Regions from separate parts of the Zea mays genome. Here regions 2, 3 and 4 are each linked to region 1. A link is a contact called in public Hi-C data. All regions are on one chromosome and are shown on one strand. The core of a region is the stretch at or near the end of the contact, and the rest is flanking DNA. Distances in the headings are between cores, read along the strand shown.

Region 1 (3,770 bases), core at 764-3,263:
AATCTTGTAGGCGTGAAAGCTGTTTTTCTTATTGCTGCTACATTTTATGCCCCAAAACTCTGCAGGCTATCATTCGTGGCCTCAAGGAACCCGACGTCTTTACCAATGCAGTAACATCAGCGAAAGCACAGTCGAAAACGAAGCCGTCAAACATGGGTCTCGGAAACAAGGAGGCTATGGCCATCCAACCGAACGTAACTGCTGGTCAGTCCACACTGGAAGGTGGTCACGAGAGGTTACAGGCAACCGTAAGAAAGATCTTGGAAATGGTGGACGCCCAGGAACAGGAAGAAGCAATGCCGCCGAGGCCGTCCCCTGGTTTGCTCGAGCTCTCGGAACGCGCCACTGCTTTGTCATGACGACTTGACGACGCTGTGAGGTTCTGGAGGCGTTATTAAGCATGGACTCGGGTTGTTTAACCATGCTAGGTGATACAGCGCCCGATAGGGCGCTATTTTTTCTAGTTTCTTTAATGTAGCCTGCAGTCTGCACGCTGTGCCATTGTGGATAGATCGATCGAGCCTGGTGCATATGCCCCACCATATATATGTTTAATTAACCTTGCACGTTAAAGAGTCCCTTTCCATAATCAAGGGAAAAAACTTAAAAAATGACGGTCAAATTTTCTACTATTGAGCGTGGGTTTAACTCTGACGGATCTAGAATGTCACATGCCAACGGTGTTTTTTTTTTGAAGTGGTCTAAGAGTTGATAGATTTTATATGTATCCACGATGGCTTTGCCAATCTAAAAAATCTGACGATTCAGTCTATCGGGGTTAATATGCACAAATGTATGTTAGGGCTATATATTCTTTTAGTAAATGGATATCAAGCTCACAATAAGCTGGTCTATTAAGGGCTTGTTTGATTAGCTCTCAATCTATATAGATTGAGTGAGTTTAAATATCAAGTAAGTCAAAAATTTTCTTAATTTTTTTCCAATTCTATTTAATCTATGTGTAATAAGAATAACCGAACAAGACATAAATAGATCTGATTTAGAGCTGTGCAGTGCAGCTAATCTTTATCCTAACTAGGTGGACGTGGATCCAAGCACATCCACCAAGCGGGTCAGTATCGCTACGACAGCTGGGCGATCATGGAATTAGAAAGTTCAACGCCACGAGCGCACCCCACAGCGCGCGGCAAGTGTCCATCGACCGGGGTAATAATGTTTATTAGAGGAGCATGAGACCCGTCGACCGGGGTAATGTAAACACGATCTCCGAGGTGGATCCTGAGAGCGACATGTCCATCGGCCGGTCTCCCCAGAAATGGCATGTGCTGAATTCACCGTCGCCGCTCGATTCTTCCAACCGGACGGACACACACCGACGGAATCGCCGGCGTCCGCCTCCATCCTCCGGCAGTGCGTTGCGTTGCGTTGCGTGGCCCTCAATCTCTTCCGTGGCTTCCGCTGAAGCTTCGTTAACTGCAGGTGCAGCACAAGCTTAGTGCTGGGTTGATCGGATCCGCCGCCGGCTGCCCGCCTCCACATGCTGCGGCTGCGCGGGAGAAAAGACCAGCGTCGCGCGCACGCACGCACGCGAACCGGACGGCCGCATGGGTATTGGGTGGGATGCAATGCGACGCCATGCGGCAGCCGAAATCCCCATCCAGAATCAAGACGCATCGACGTGCTGCAGAGCGACGTGACAGCCCGATGGAGCTGCGGGCCCGGCTGGCTGCCAACCCCGAGCCGAGCACCCGGCGACGACGACGACGCCGCGGCGGTCCCGGAAGGCCGCAGCACAGTGGCGCGGGCCCCACGTGCCCGCTGGTGTGTGGGCCGCCAGTCCACCACCTGTCCCGCGCGCGGGGGAGCGGAGCGGATCAGCGACGCTTCTCGGAAGGTGGGGGGAGCAGATGGGCTACGCTAGGCAGGACCGCGACACGTTGGCCAATCTCGGGCGTTGGCTAGAGGAGCACGTCGATCCGACGGATGGCACAGCCTGGTGGACCGCTGGCTGGGTCACTATAAATGGCCAGGCCCCGCGGCCGTGTCCAACTCCTCTTCCGACACACACACTCGTCGACGAACGACGACGACGAGCACGAGCACGAGCAGCGCCTGACGCTCGGCTCCGACCCGCGCGCGTCGATGGCGATGAGTGACACAGGCTCGAGCTTCGCGCAGTGGGCCGCGCTCTACCACCACCACCACCACGACGCCGGGCCGGTCCTGCTGCCCCCCGACGACGACGCCGGCACCACCGCTGCGGCCGCCGCCGTAGCGAGCCCGACGTCGGGCGGGTCCAGCGGAGGAAGCCCCACCAAGGCCGGGGCCCATCTGCTGCACGGGGTAGAGGGGCCGCGGATCGGGAAGCCGGCGGCGCGGCGGCGGTCCCGCGCGTCGCGGCGCGCGCCCGTGACGCTGCTGAACACGGACACGGCCAACTTCCGTGCCATGGTGCAGCAGTTCACGGGCATCCCCGCGCCCCCCGCGGGGGCGTTCGGGGCCCCGGTCATCAACTTCGCCGCCGACTACGGCTTCCCGCCGTCCTCGGCCGCCGTCATGTCCTTCGACCACCAGCTGCACCGGAGCCAGCACCCCGCGCCGCTCCAGGAGCAGCTCCGCAGGCAGCAGCAGCAGCAGCAGTACGCCGGCGCGGCGTCGCCATTCGGCTATAGCAACGGCGGCGGCGGCGGCCTGCTGCAAGACGGCGGCGACGTCTTCGCCCCCGCCGCCTCCCACGGGTTCGCCGCGTCGGCGGAGGAGAGGATGTTCCTGCAGAGCATCCAGGCGGCCCAGATGCCGCACATGCCCGCCGCTAACACTAGCACTAATGGCTTCTTTGCTTGACCAAGGCTCGACGGGCATCCACGCCACGTGCATGGAATGGAAGCTTGGGAAGGGGAAGCGAAGATTAGCAGCAGCCAAAAAAAAAAGGGTAATCAGAGTCAGTTAAGTTTCTCCTGGTTGTGTGTAGTTAGTTTGCTCCTCCGCTTGCTTAATTCGCGCAGCCTTGTTTCTCCGCTGGCTGCAGAGACGATGTAAATATCTTGTGTTTCTGATGATGTGGTAGTCTGTGTCCTAGCAGCAGCTCATCTAGTCACTTTCACGGAGGTTAATTGCCTGCTACTACTCAGCTCCGATCCTCCGAGATTTAAACGTAGCTTTCGTACGTGTGTCGATCCTTCGGTGTGACGATGTCGATCCTTCGGTGGCGGCGAGGCGAACATATCTACGTCTTGATTGCGCTCGGTTGCCCGGGTCCGGAAGCAAAGGCCGTGGCGGCCGCCACACCCATGGATCACATGTTGTTTTCGCGCGCGTTTCCATTCCATCCGCTGCGCCGTCGTGTTCCTGAGCCGCAGGGGCCCGCGGGGACCCGAGGTGCAAGTGCAACGCACCTCGCAGGCGTGACGTGCGGCTGACCCGAGCGAGGTCAAGGTCAGAGATGTCATGCTGAGGGTTTGTTGCGACACCAGTTAACTAGCATAGTTCGATCTGGATTATGGACTGTGAGAGGTCTGAAACTCTGTGATATGATATCAGCAGGGTTGGTTTGGTTCGTTTCTTACGGTGTTTCTATAATTTCTATGGACTTTGATCAGCTAGAATTATTTCGGATACAATCCCACGCAAACGAAAAAGGCATTCACGTTCTAAGGACATGTCTAACAATAACGTGCATATGGACGTGTTGTTGGCTTCGATCTGGTACCAAACACTAGAATAGAATAAACTATATGGTCGTGATCTCTGCGAGGACGAGAACGGTCCGCGACCTCGTTGTAGGAGCGACTTCTCCATGTGTGCTTGTC
Region 2 (3,770 bases), core at 632-3,131, 180 kb after region 1:
TCTCCTTACGCCTAAAAAAGGAAGGACCAGGGCCCTCTTAGAGAGGGTTGGCCGCGCGGGGACGAGGACGAGACAGGCGCTCGCTTGAAGCCGCTCGCTCCCTCTCCCGCGTGGACGCTTGTAATCCCCTACTGCAAGCGCACCCGACCTGGGCGCGGGACGAACACAAAGGCCATGGGATTTCCACCTCTCTCACGCCTGTCTCCGGCCACCTCACTTCCCCCCTTCGCGCTCGGCCTCGCGTCGACCCATCTGGGCTGGGGCACGCGGCGACATTCACTCGTCGGCCCAGGGACCCCCCGGTCTCGAAACGCCGACAATCTTCACCAACGTCATCTATATCTCGACCTCTATACATAAATACCTATATTAGAGACATATTTTTTACTTTTTTGTATGTATGTATTTGTCACACTCTTAAATATGTTGTACATATTTTAGTTTTGTTGAATCTATTCTTTAAAGTATTAAAATGGATAGAAGAGAGAGAGGAGAGAAAATCTCTATATATAGAGAACGGAGGACGAGAGAACGTTCTTTATATTTAGAATATCGTTTAAAGAATGTTGCTGAAGAGACATAAGAGGAGAATCTCCTCTAAAGCTTGTATGCATGTGTTTGCGGCGGATGCTAGATGGTATGCCCGTAGCCTGTTGTTAGTGAACGAAGATGTAAAATTGAAATCTAGCCTCATGGTCTGCTGTCACGTGCATTTGCTGTGCTCGATTATTTTACTCCAAGAGCATTTGCTTCTTCTTAAGGGCATGATTAATATAACATGCATATGACCGTATAAAACATTGTTTTGTATTGTGTTTACTGAGTGAAGTTTAAAAGATAGATATAGATGAGTAAGCTGTTGGAGATATACGAAGACTATTTCCAACCGTCTCTCTATCCCACCTTCTATTCCACCCATTATTTCAAACTTTATTCTGTAAACAATATAGTCCACAATGTAAAACAGTACAAACGACCATACACACGATCTGCTGCTATCCAACAGCTCTCCTATTCCAAACTTCAGTTGTAAACAAAGCTGTATTTTTACATGACCATATAGATATATAGCCAAGGGCGACCCTCGTGCGTAAGTGTCGTCAGCCTAGGCACGTAAGTGCGTCTGATTGATGCGGATTCTACCATTTCAACAACTCTAATTCCTCGTACCTGTTTGAGTACTTTAGTATTGACCACAATCCACATGTGTTAAGGCCAATTAGGATATAACTTAAACTAAATTATACCGTAATCCATCTCCACATGTATAGATTAGGGTTAATACTAGAGCACCAAAAAAAATCCTAAAAATCCAGCAAGATTCTCCTGTGCCAGAGAAAGTATATCAAAACCACCCGGAAGAGATTCTAGCCGCCGTCAACGCGTGCGCTGAGACGAAGCACACAAACACAGCTGTCAGGCTATCGCTTGCGCTAACATTAGTCTAATCATGAGCCGCTACCCTTTCCGTAGGCGACAATAATCGAAGCTTTCGATGCGGACAACCGCTGAGACGCAGAGTGTTAAGGGTGGTCCAGTACCATGGGGTATTATGCTTAACAGTGCAGCCATTTCCCAACTAAACACACCTCATCATCACGACCTGCACAACCACCTTCCGTTTCCACGTCGAGTTAAATATCTCCGTACCTCACTGCCACCGACGTCTGGGCCCGTGTCAAAGCCCAGAACACCACCCAGACGGCTTGCGCCCAGGCCAAACCCGAGCTGGGCGGCCTCAGTACGGACCTAGGCAGAGGCCTGGCCTGGCCTGGACCCGGAAGCGCCAGGTGGTGCTGCCAATGGGACGCACGCCCTCGCTCCGAGGAGAATTTAAGAACCGAGGGGAGAGAGGACTAGAGGAAAGAGAGAGGGGGAGGTCGACGAGACAGAGAGAGAAGGCCAAGAGGCTTCCTCTCCCCATTCCTCCCTTCCGTGCCCTAGCCGAGCCAGCCGCGAGGAAGGAGGCATCCCGCCGTCTCGCCTGGCGCCCGCCCGTCGGCCGACCTTCTGCCGCAGCTTCCAAGTGAGCGTCGGAATTTCTGTCCTTGATTCGCATGATCCGGTGTTTTCTTGGACCTCTCGCGGCCATCTTTGGAGGTTCTTTGCGCGTTCCTGTTTTCGATGTGGAATTGGGGTTTGGGGGACTGTCACCGCTATAAAGCTGCGGCCTGCCAGGCGCAAAATTGGGCTAGAGGAAAGAACGGACCTGAGCTTCGCTTCTTGCTGCCGCTGCCGCTGCCGCGGTATCTCTCCCTGCTCTCGTCGTCGATCTAGTTTTCTCAGCTGTTTCTTTAGTCCGAGTAGCTGTAGCGTATTTTTATGCGCGCTGTACTGGAGGGTATTTTACTTTCCACATTTTCACCTAAAAAGCGTTTAATTTAGTCTGACGAAAGATTGACTACTAAAAATAGCGCTCCTTTGAAAACCGTGTGTCTTCAGTCCGTGGTCAGACCGTGTCGGGGGATCGGCTTGGTTTGTTTCAAACCTTCTCGTCCGCGAATCTCTATTCCTCTATGCTCGAATCGCTTATGCTCCATTGCTCCATTTTGCTGCTTTGGATTACTTGTTCATCTTTGGGTACCCACCGGCCACCGCAAACAGTAATTTGCCTCTTTTTATTTAATTACAAACGAGTCACGGCCCTACCAAAGAACACGATGAAAAGAAGCCTACACTGTCAGATTCTAGTAAAAAGAAGTTCTGCTACTCTGTTTTTGAAAATTTGACAAAAGATTAGGAACACCATCATAGATCTGTTCTTTTTGTCCCCATAACTTGTTCACGGATGACCACCATTTTTGGGAACCGGTGTCCATCTTTTAGGTAAAAGCAAAGTACTTGAGGTGTTCAGTTTTGTGCTTGTATGTGTGGCTCTGATGGTACCCTTCAGATGTTCTGTCAAGAGCAATCCTGTACACAAGTCATTTCACTGTTTGCATTAAATCAATCAGAGGAATAGTTCTCATACAAAAGTTCATTAATATTCTCTTGAGCCTTATATTCCTAAGTTTCTAGGATCCTAGGTTGGCTTGAATATTGCCCTAGTCACAGTTTCTAGATATCGTTCTAGTTCTAGCCAAGAATATCTTGTAGGATCGTGAACCGTGATCATGATTTACATGCTACCCTCTCCTACTGTAATCGATTGTAAATAACTGCATGGCATATGATGTTTTATTATATAAAGATGTAATGTCCTTCATTTGTGCTATATGTTTATGTATCTTTTTTTTATCATATTTTATTTTTTTAGACTCATGTAAATTATTGTGTAATTATAGTGCTACTAGTGTTAGTTTTTTTCCTTCCCAAAATGTCATGTATTCATGACTGGGAGCTATTATTTTTAGAGTCTTGCAACATGTTAAATTATTAATTTGAGCATCGTTGATTCTATTTAAGATCTGGAACTTGACAACCTTTATCTGTAATACACTTAAATGATGATCAGATATAGCTTAGATCCCTATAACTTTAATAACTATCTCAATAATCCAAGATCCCCTGACCCAGCAGATCCTCGGTCCAACCACATGGTTCTTGAAGGTGGCCAGGGCTAAGCCAAAGAGGACATGTGTCAATGGCCTTGCAACTACCACTAGTTCAACCCAAGAAGTCTTACATTGTTGGCTACATGCCTACATCCTATGGCCACATGACACCTTAAGCCAGATGTTCGGTTACTCTTAAGTTATCCACAAGTTCTCATTGGCGCATTGCTTCACACAATCCGACAAATGGATGACGACCTTGGAAGTTTGAAATGG
Region 3 (3,770 bases), core at 474-2,973, 150 kb after region 1:
TATTCGATGCTAAAGCAGAGTTTTGCAGTAGGCAGGCAGGCAGGCAGGCGCTGCGTGGGTGACTTGTGTTTGCACGCCGCAGTCAGGACAACACAGCAAAGTTGTTTAAACTCGTGTAATTAAACGCTCGGTGGCAATTTGGCATTGGCAGTTTGGCCTTGAGCTGTTTTAGAAAATCCATAAATGTAGCCCCTAGATCTAGATTTATGCGTGCTCCACGATTCATCGAGTCGAAATATTTAACTAAAAACAATAGTTAAAGATATTTTTTCTAGATTTAGAATACTTATAGCTGCATTAAACATGCCGTTATTTTTTACGGGTCACAACAACATTTTTAAGAGTACTAGCAGTGTAATAAGGCCTCGTTATATATACATATACAGTACATAGGTCCTTTTCCAAACATATAGAACTCTTAGTTAGCAGTTAAGATTAGTTGAGAAGTTTAGCACAGATCAGCTAATAGACCAGTTAATTGTTAGATATATATCTTTTTAATGTGTATTATTAGTTGGTAACTACTCTAACCCAACTAGAACCAGCTAACAACTTATTAGCTGACTAACTGTTACATCCTTGTTTACATAGATATTCTTGTAATCAGATAAACTTTATCTATTACAGTTCCAAACATCTTGGTTTCTCTATCTTGGATAGTGTGCTGCAAGAAAGAATCTCAATTATTTAACGTTAGGTTGAATTTTCTTGAATAATGTGCACAGTTTAGATTCTGGAAATGTGTTGGTTTCCAAACGAGGACCCAGAGTCCGGTGTCCAGAGTCCAGACAGCACACGTATGAGCATGACATGGCAAACAATCAGCACATGATGCGTTGACAGTGCTGTGAGCCTGTGACGGGCAGGCAGTGAAAGCAATCTGCTGACTTGACCTGGACTCGGTACGCATCACCTCGAACGGCATTCGCTGCGAGGACAAGTGCACATGAATGTGCCGTGCGCTGTTCGTGCTGCGCCCGCCACGTATCGTCGTCAGACGGACGGACCAGCTGCCTGGACGGTTGGACCTGGACGCGAAAGATGTCGCTCTTCCGGACGCAGGGCCCGAAGTACGGAACACGGCGTGCCGGCCAGCTAGCGAGTCCGGCGCGCGCCGCACCGCCCACCGACGGCTGCCGAGGTTCATGTTCCTCTTCCGCGTCCTCCTCTCCGCGCGGCCTCGGAACGCCCAAAACCTCGTTGCCTTGCCGACTGGCTCGTCGGGGCGCGTACTCCCGCTTCACGCCGGCCGATTCGCCAGCTGACAGACTGGTGACCCAACGGAACAGCATCCGGAGTAGAGTGATCTTGTCTTGTCACTTGCCAGCTCCCTTGATTCCTGGAGCTAAGCGCATGCATCTTGTTTGCCGCCGCTCCGAGCTCCATCCATTCCTAATCATGAGTTCATCCCCCTTTTAGATGCAACAAAAGGTACTAGGTCGAGTAGCCACGAAGAAGAGTGGTTGGAGCCATTATCCTGCCCAAAAAGAAGCGGAAAACACCACACCTACTCTACTGTCTACACTACGCTACACTGGCCCCCCGACTCGCCGCGCCGTATTTTATTCGCGCGACCACGTCCGGACCACATGGCACGAACGCGAAACCGCGCGCTGCCCACCAACACAACAGCGCGAACCACCACCCGCTCCGCTCCACTCGCTCCACTGCTCGGCTCGCTATAAAATCACACGGTCCCTCCGCCTCCACCACCGCTCGCAGTCGCCAAGATTCATTCACATTCGGCAGGCAGGGGGACACCAGCACTCCAGCAGTAAGCGTCGAGCGACCGAAGACCATGGCGGACGCCGGCAGCAGTGCCGCCGCGAGGAGGGCCCCATCGTCGTCCTCGCCCGGGGGGTGCGCGCCCGCGCTGGGGCGGCTGGTGCGGAAGCTGCGGCGGCAGAGCAGGCTGCTGTGCGCGGCCACGGGCGGGGCGCGCCACGCCGCCGCCGCGTCGTCGTCCGCGCGCTGCCGCCACCACCACCACCACCAGTACGACCCGCTGAGCTACGCGCGCAACTTCGACTTCGGCACCGCGCTGGAGGGCAACGAGGCCCACTGCTCCTTCGCCTCCCGCTTCGTGCTCGCAGCCCCCGCCGCGCGGCAGGCGCAGTAGTAGATCAGAGGCGGCCGAGGCCAGGGTCGTAGGTGCCAGTGCCACCCCGACGTCGGATGGAACGCACCCGCTTCGGGAGCTGGCTTTGCGTGCGTCCAAGCGCTGGTGGCGCGTCAGCCATTGGCTGTAGTAGCTGATAGCTAGGTAGTCTTGTAGAAGAAGTATCATCAATTAGTAATCTTGTAGCTGTGTGAGTATGTTCATATGCTGAGGCCTGAGAGGTGGCGATGGCTTGTAATCAAGGATCTGCCGCCGTACGTCCCTTGACGACTCCTCTTCCCGTGGTCGGAGGATGAGGGATCGGCCAAGAGGAAATGTTTCCATTCCGAAAGCTTACACGCCTAATGCTGCTTCATCCACAACAGCCCTCTCCATTGGCCGGCTCTTGAGTTTTTTTTTAATTTTTGTGTGGAATAATCTCTGCTACAGCATATTTTTGCTAAGCTGTGGACGAGAGTCGAGAGGGCAATTGGCATGCTGCAGATCCTTGGCCCTTGTCTGGATTAGTGAGTGCTAAACCGCTAGTAATTGTCGGTGGTACTCTGGCAGGCTGCTGCTCCAGTGGAGTCCAGACCAGTGACTGACGCAGTGATGCGGGGCGGCATGGTGGCGACCGGCATGACGGGGAGGCTGCGAGATGGGGCGAGGCTGGCAAGGTTTGATTGCATTGCATCGCATCCAGAGTTGTTGGTGGCTTGGTGCCACTGCAATTATTGCTTGCTCGCCGCCCCTGTGCCGCTACGGCAGTCACGGTCACCACCGCTCTGCCGCACCGCCGTGATTATTCGCATCCAACAAGGCTGCCCCCGCGTGTCCCTCGAGATGGTGCATGCACCGATCAACGGCGAGTCGCGGCGCGGCACTGCAGCAGGCAAGCGTAGGGTTTGGTGGTCGTACTACTTACTCCCTCTGTCTAGAATTACGGTGGAAGTACTAGCCTGGCAGTAGGTGGATTTTAGTACTAGTACTCTGTTACATCGATGACTGTAATTTTTTTAAAATAAATCTTATAAAATGTCTTACTTCCCGCTCTAATTTATAGTATCGAGCTATCCTCTTTCTCTCTCTCTCTTTTTTCTCTTGCCACGATGCAGCCTAGTTGTTGAGCTAAGATTAGAGCTGAAGATTATTTTGGCGCAAGCAGTATAATCTTATTTTGAAGGTCTTTGACTTTTGCATGTTCGTCCATTGAACTTGCAAACCCCGAACACCTCTCTGGCTAAACAGACTTATTGCTGCAAAGCCAGCAATTATACACGCCCATTTTGGGCTAAAAGGATGTCCTTTAGAGCAACTCTAACAGTTATGTAAATTTTAGTCCTCTAAACCATATATTTTAAAAGTTGCTAAATAACTTTAATAGTAAAAAATGTAAATTCTCCAATAGTTCTCTAAATATAGATTATAGTTTTATTTTGTATCTGTCCACATAAAAAATAAGTCACAAATGTTAACAGTTATCTTCATTATCTATATAATGCAGTCAACATTTTTATTTAGCGAGTTGCTAAATGGTTTCCAAATGTTAAGAGAAAATGGTGTTAGATGAGAAGTTGCTAAATTTAGGAAGTTCATTTAGAGAACTGTTGGAGAGAAGTTTTTATGTTAACTACCTAAATTATTAAATTAGAAAATCTTTTAGAGAACTACT
Region 4 (3,770 bases), core at 394-2,893, 130 kb before region 1:
TGGCAATTTCAATGTTTCTTGTTTCCTTCTAGGCTGCTCCTGGTTTTAGAATTTTATTTTGCACAGTTATTTATTTATTTAAGAAATGCTAAAACATCTGTGTATCTGTATCCGCTCGATACCAATATGCATTTCCGTATACATGCTTCATAGCATAACAGGCAACCTGGTTGTGAACAACTTCAGTAATGTAGTAACAACATTAAATCTAATTTTGCACAGATTTCACCTGAATTTAAATTTGTGATGCTAGAAAGGCAGTATGTAACCTGAATCGGTTAGTCAGAACCAATAGTTAGAGGTTAACTGGTTAAGCATCGGAAACAATACCACACCAGTCTGCAATTATGACTGTATAGCAGAGATCTTAAAACTGGTATAGTGGACTAGTGGTAAATGTGGCGGTGATGAAGAAGCAGCAAACTGCGACTTTGCATACTAATATTCCCATACGTTAGTGCTTACTTAATGTTGCATAAACCCCAGATCCCGATAGACTTAGGCACCCTGATAGACTTAGGCATGTTTATCCATTCCTAGATGCTCAAGCCATTGAGCAAGTCTTGCGTGCGCACGACCAGGAAGACTGGGCATCGTGCGCGCCATGGTGACACTCCACTGCATGGGACATGATCACCATTACCTCCAGCTTTGTAGCATGTTTAGTCACTGCATTGCATAATATAGGAGAAAAAACCAGAACAGCTGCAAGGCATTGCACAGCACAAGCTCTCAGTACACACACTCGCGTTTGTGTTCTTCCAGTTAGTGAACTTACGTTTGTGTTCTTCACTGCTTCAGAAACCTCACCACGGCTAACACTTAACAGCCAATTTCTAGCATATCGCAGTAGCAGTGAAATCTAAATTTGCAGACTTACCAATTCAATGTCAACTTTGTACACCGGTATCTTGGGATACTGGCTGCTCAGCTTTGATACTAAAGGTGCGATCGCCCTACCTGCAGTGCGGCACAATCACACAACAAAATTATGACACAAATGAATGAAGCCCTATACTTGGCAACGCTGGCATCAGAATGAGGCAGTACTTACATGGTCCACACCACACCGCCGTGTAGTAAAAGACAGCTGGTAGCTTTTCATCTGCAAGATCCACAGGGATCACAGTTCACAGCCAGTGAGGCACAAGAGAACGAACGAACCATCGAACCACCATGACCCAATTCGTCACCCAACACCAGACGTACCAAGGAGGCAAGGACTAACTAGCATCTAGCATGGTTTGGAAATGGGAGAGGAGGAAATCGGCGCCGTACCTTGCACCTTGGAAAAGATGCTGTTGAAGGAGTCCGCGGAGCCCACGACCACCATGCTTGAACCACCTGAAACAGCCAACCCAAAAAGCCGTAAGTCCCCGAGAGCCGCACGAAATGGAGAGGGGGGCATGGGCGAGACGAAAGGAGGATCGAGTCATCGAGAGGAATACTCGTGGAAGAGAAGAGGCGATGGGGGCCCGGAAAAGCGGGCGGCGATGACGACGAGAAGGAGGGGGCGAGGGGCGCGGGGTTAGGGTTCACGGCGAAGGGGAGGTGATGAGGTCTTGGGGCGGCGGAGGCGGATGCAGACGAGACGAGGGGAAAGAGGCGAGGGAGACGGCAGAGTCGGCGAGCCATACTGCAGAATGCGGACGTGGAGCGGTCGGCGCCGTTAAGGCCTGGACTCCTCGACGATTGGTCAACTGGGCCTCCACTACCGTTAAGGCCTGCTTCCACCGTCCAACTACTCTGAGCTCATGGGCCGAAGTAAATTGGATGGTGGTAGGGATGAAAGTGGTGTGGATATGTTTTCTATTTACAGTCATCTAGAGTCTCAAATATATATTTTAAAATTCATATATTTTGAGATTTAATTGTTTCAAAAAAATTAGACTATCTCTATTGATGGTACATCCTATACTAAAGTTGTAGCGCTTGATAAAATTTTAAACTTTATAGTTAAAGTTTTTTTTATCTGAGTTCGTTTAGTAGCCAAAAATATTTAATGCAAGATTACGGAACGTTGATACAAAACAATATCATTATATATGGACATAAATATGTGTGGGGTGCAAACGGTACAGATGAGGGAGCGTTGAATGATTAGCAGCCGTGTTAAGTTGGAAACTCGATTCAAGCGAAGGTTGCATTAACATGACCAACTAATCTTTATATATGCTCGGTTTACTGTGAACCGTACACTAGTTTAAACATGAAGTGGTAGCATGTCATCTATTTGACCATAGGATAATCAGGTGGAAGTCGGGCATGTCGATCTTCCCAATTTATCTCAGGCATGATGGTTACCTAGAAGTATTTGATGGACGACATTTTTTCTGCGCCACGGCCTTTCCTGCCGTCTGCTGGCCACCTCAAGCTAGCACAGATCAGCCACTGGCTAGTATAGATGTCCAAACAGAGTGCGGGCCGCCCGTTTAATTCGTGGCACGGCACAAATTTAGCCCGGTCCAAACACGGCCCGGCACGGCCCGTTTAGCGGGTCAGGTATGGGCAGATACGACGGTCCGCGTGATTTGGCCCGGCCCGGCACGATAAATAGGTCGGCTCAACGGCGGCCCGCGTATTTGAACACAAATGCAGTGTAGCGCAGGCTCAATTCAATTAAATGGGTCGGGACTGTTATTTCATATTTGTATATAAATACATACATTTAACAGATAAATATATACATTACTCAGCCTGCTAAATGATCAATACTAAATACGCAGAACAAATGCATGAGAACAGTCCAGCCAAACATAATATAAATGCATTGATAAATACATACATTTAATTCTCTCATAATATATAAATATTGATACATTTAATTCTAAGCAGAATAAATGCATACATAAATACAGACGCAGGCTGAGTGATCATTTCATATTTGTATTAATATGATATTATCTTGTGAATTGATAAATGAATTTTGTTGTCTTAATATATGTAAATAATATGTTATGATATATGATTAATTCTGTTAAATATATGTATTTATATACTGCTCTACTGTTGGTTCGGGCCAGTGGCCGGCCCGGTACGTTGAGGCCCACCGGACCAACGGGCCGGCCCAGCACGATTTTTCCCTTTGCGTGCCGGGTTTGGGCATGTTCCTAGGCACGTGGGCCAGCCCGACCCAGTCCGAAGCATCAACGGGTCGTGCCTAGCCCGACCCTATTTGTACCGGGCCGAAACAGGTCCGTGTCGGGTCCGTGCCGGGTGGCCCGTCTAGACATCTATACTGGCGAGTACAAATTATCATGGAGTCTCCATAAACTGCAGTACAGATGGGAGCAGCTGGCCATATGCTGATCAGATCAACTAGTACTACTACGACGATGAAGCAGCTCTCCATTGCACTGCGGCACACCCACCATTATTAGAGATGGCAACGGGTATAAACCCGCCGGGTTTTGCTATCCCAAACTCGTACCCGTGAAAAATATTTACACCCATTAAAAAACCCATACCCATGACGGGTTTGAAATTTTGCCCAAAACCGTACCCATCGGGTTTGCGGGTACCCACGGGTTACCCGCGGGTTTTTATCTCCAATATGCTTATTCTTTTTATAATCAATAAGTATCGTAATGATTAATGAGATCGTGGTCCAAAATTTATGTAATGGACGAGTTCATGATTTGGTATAAAAAATATTTGTAGAGAGAATTAAATACAAATAATTAGTTGTATAATCAAGTTACCTTACACTAAGTTATACATCCACCACATATATAACGCTAGTAATAACTATAATAGCAAGCAAGCAACAC

The links. A called contact is a pair of places that touch in the nucleus more often than the background predicts.
Region 2: a contact with region 1 is called in a Hi-C map of leaf, with 6 times the contacts expected there. The contact joins the promoter of LOC100217109 here to the promoter of LOC100283314 in region 1. A contact is called at or near these places in 7 of 25 Hi-C or Micro-C datasets (bundle sheath, ear, endosperm and 2 more).
Region 3: a Hi-C map of leaf shows a contact between it and region 1, with 4 times the contacts expected there. The contact joins the promoter of LOC100277599 here to the promoter of LOC100283314 in region 1. A contact is called at or near these places in 4 of 25 Hi-C or Micro-C datasets (bundle sheath, ear, leaf and 1 more).
Region 4: a Hi-C map of bundle sheath shows a contact between it and region 1, with 5 times the contacts expected there. The contact joins the promoter of LOC100283185 here to the promoter of LOC100283314 in region 1. A contact is called at or near these places in 6 of 25 Hi-C or Micro-C datasets (bundle sheath, ear, endosperm and 2 more).

Annotation. Positions count from the first base shown.
Region 1 is chr9:115,059,609-115,063,378 of Zm-B73-REFERENCE-NAM-5.0, forward strand. LOC100283314 (VQ motif family protein) reads left to right here and starts at 2,014. Exons shown (of 1, transcript NM_001156216.2): 1 at 2,014-3,065. The coding sequence starts at 2,104. The coding sequence ends at 2,805. LOC103638876 (glycosyltransferase-like KOBITO 1) reads left to right here. Exons shown (of 7, transcript XM_035962844.1): 7 at 66-611.
Region 2 is chr9:115,238,031-115,241,800 of Zm-B73-REFERENCE-NAM-5.0, forward strand. It overlaps LOC100217109, which reads left to right and starts at 1,882. Exons shown (of 2, transcript NM_001143478.1): 1 at 1,882-2,026.
Region 3 is chr9:115,206,236-115,210,005 of Zm-B73-REFERENCE-NAM-5.0, forward strand. It overlaps LOC100277599, which reads left to right and starts at 1,724. Exons shown (of 1, transcript NM_001151114.3): 1 at 1,724-2,464. The coding sequence starts at 1,799. The coding sequence ends at 2,119.
Region 4 is chr9:114,925,488-114,929,257 of Zm-B73-REFERENCE-NAM-5.0, forward strand. LOC100283185 reads right to left here and starts at 1,644. Exons shown (of 7, transcript NM_001156087.1): 1 at 1,449-1,644; 2 at 1,279-1,344; 3 at 1,055-1,105; 4 at 881-960. The coding sequence starts at 1,635.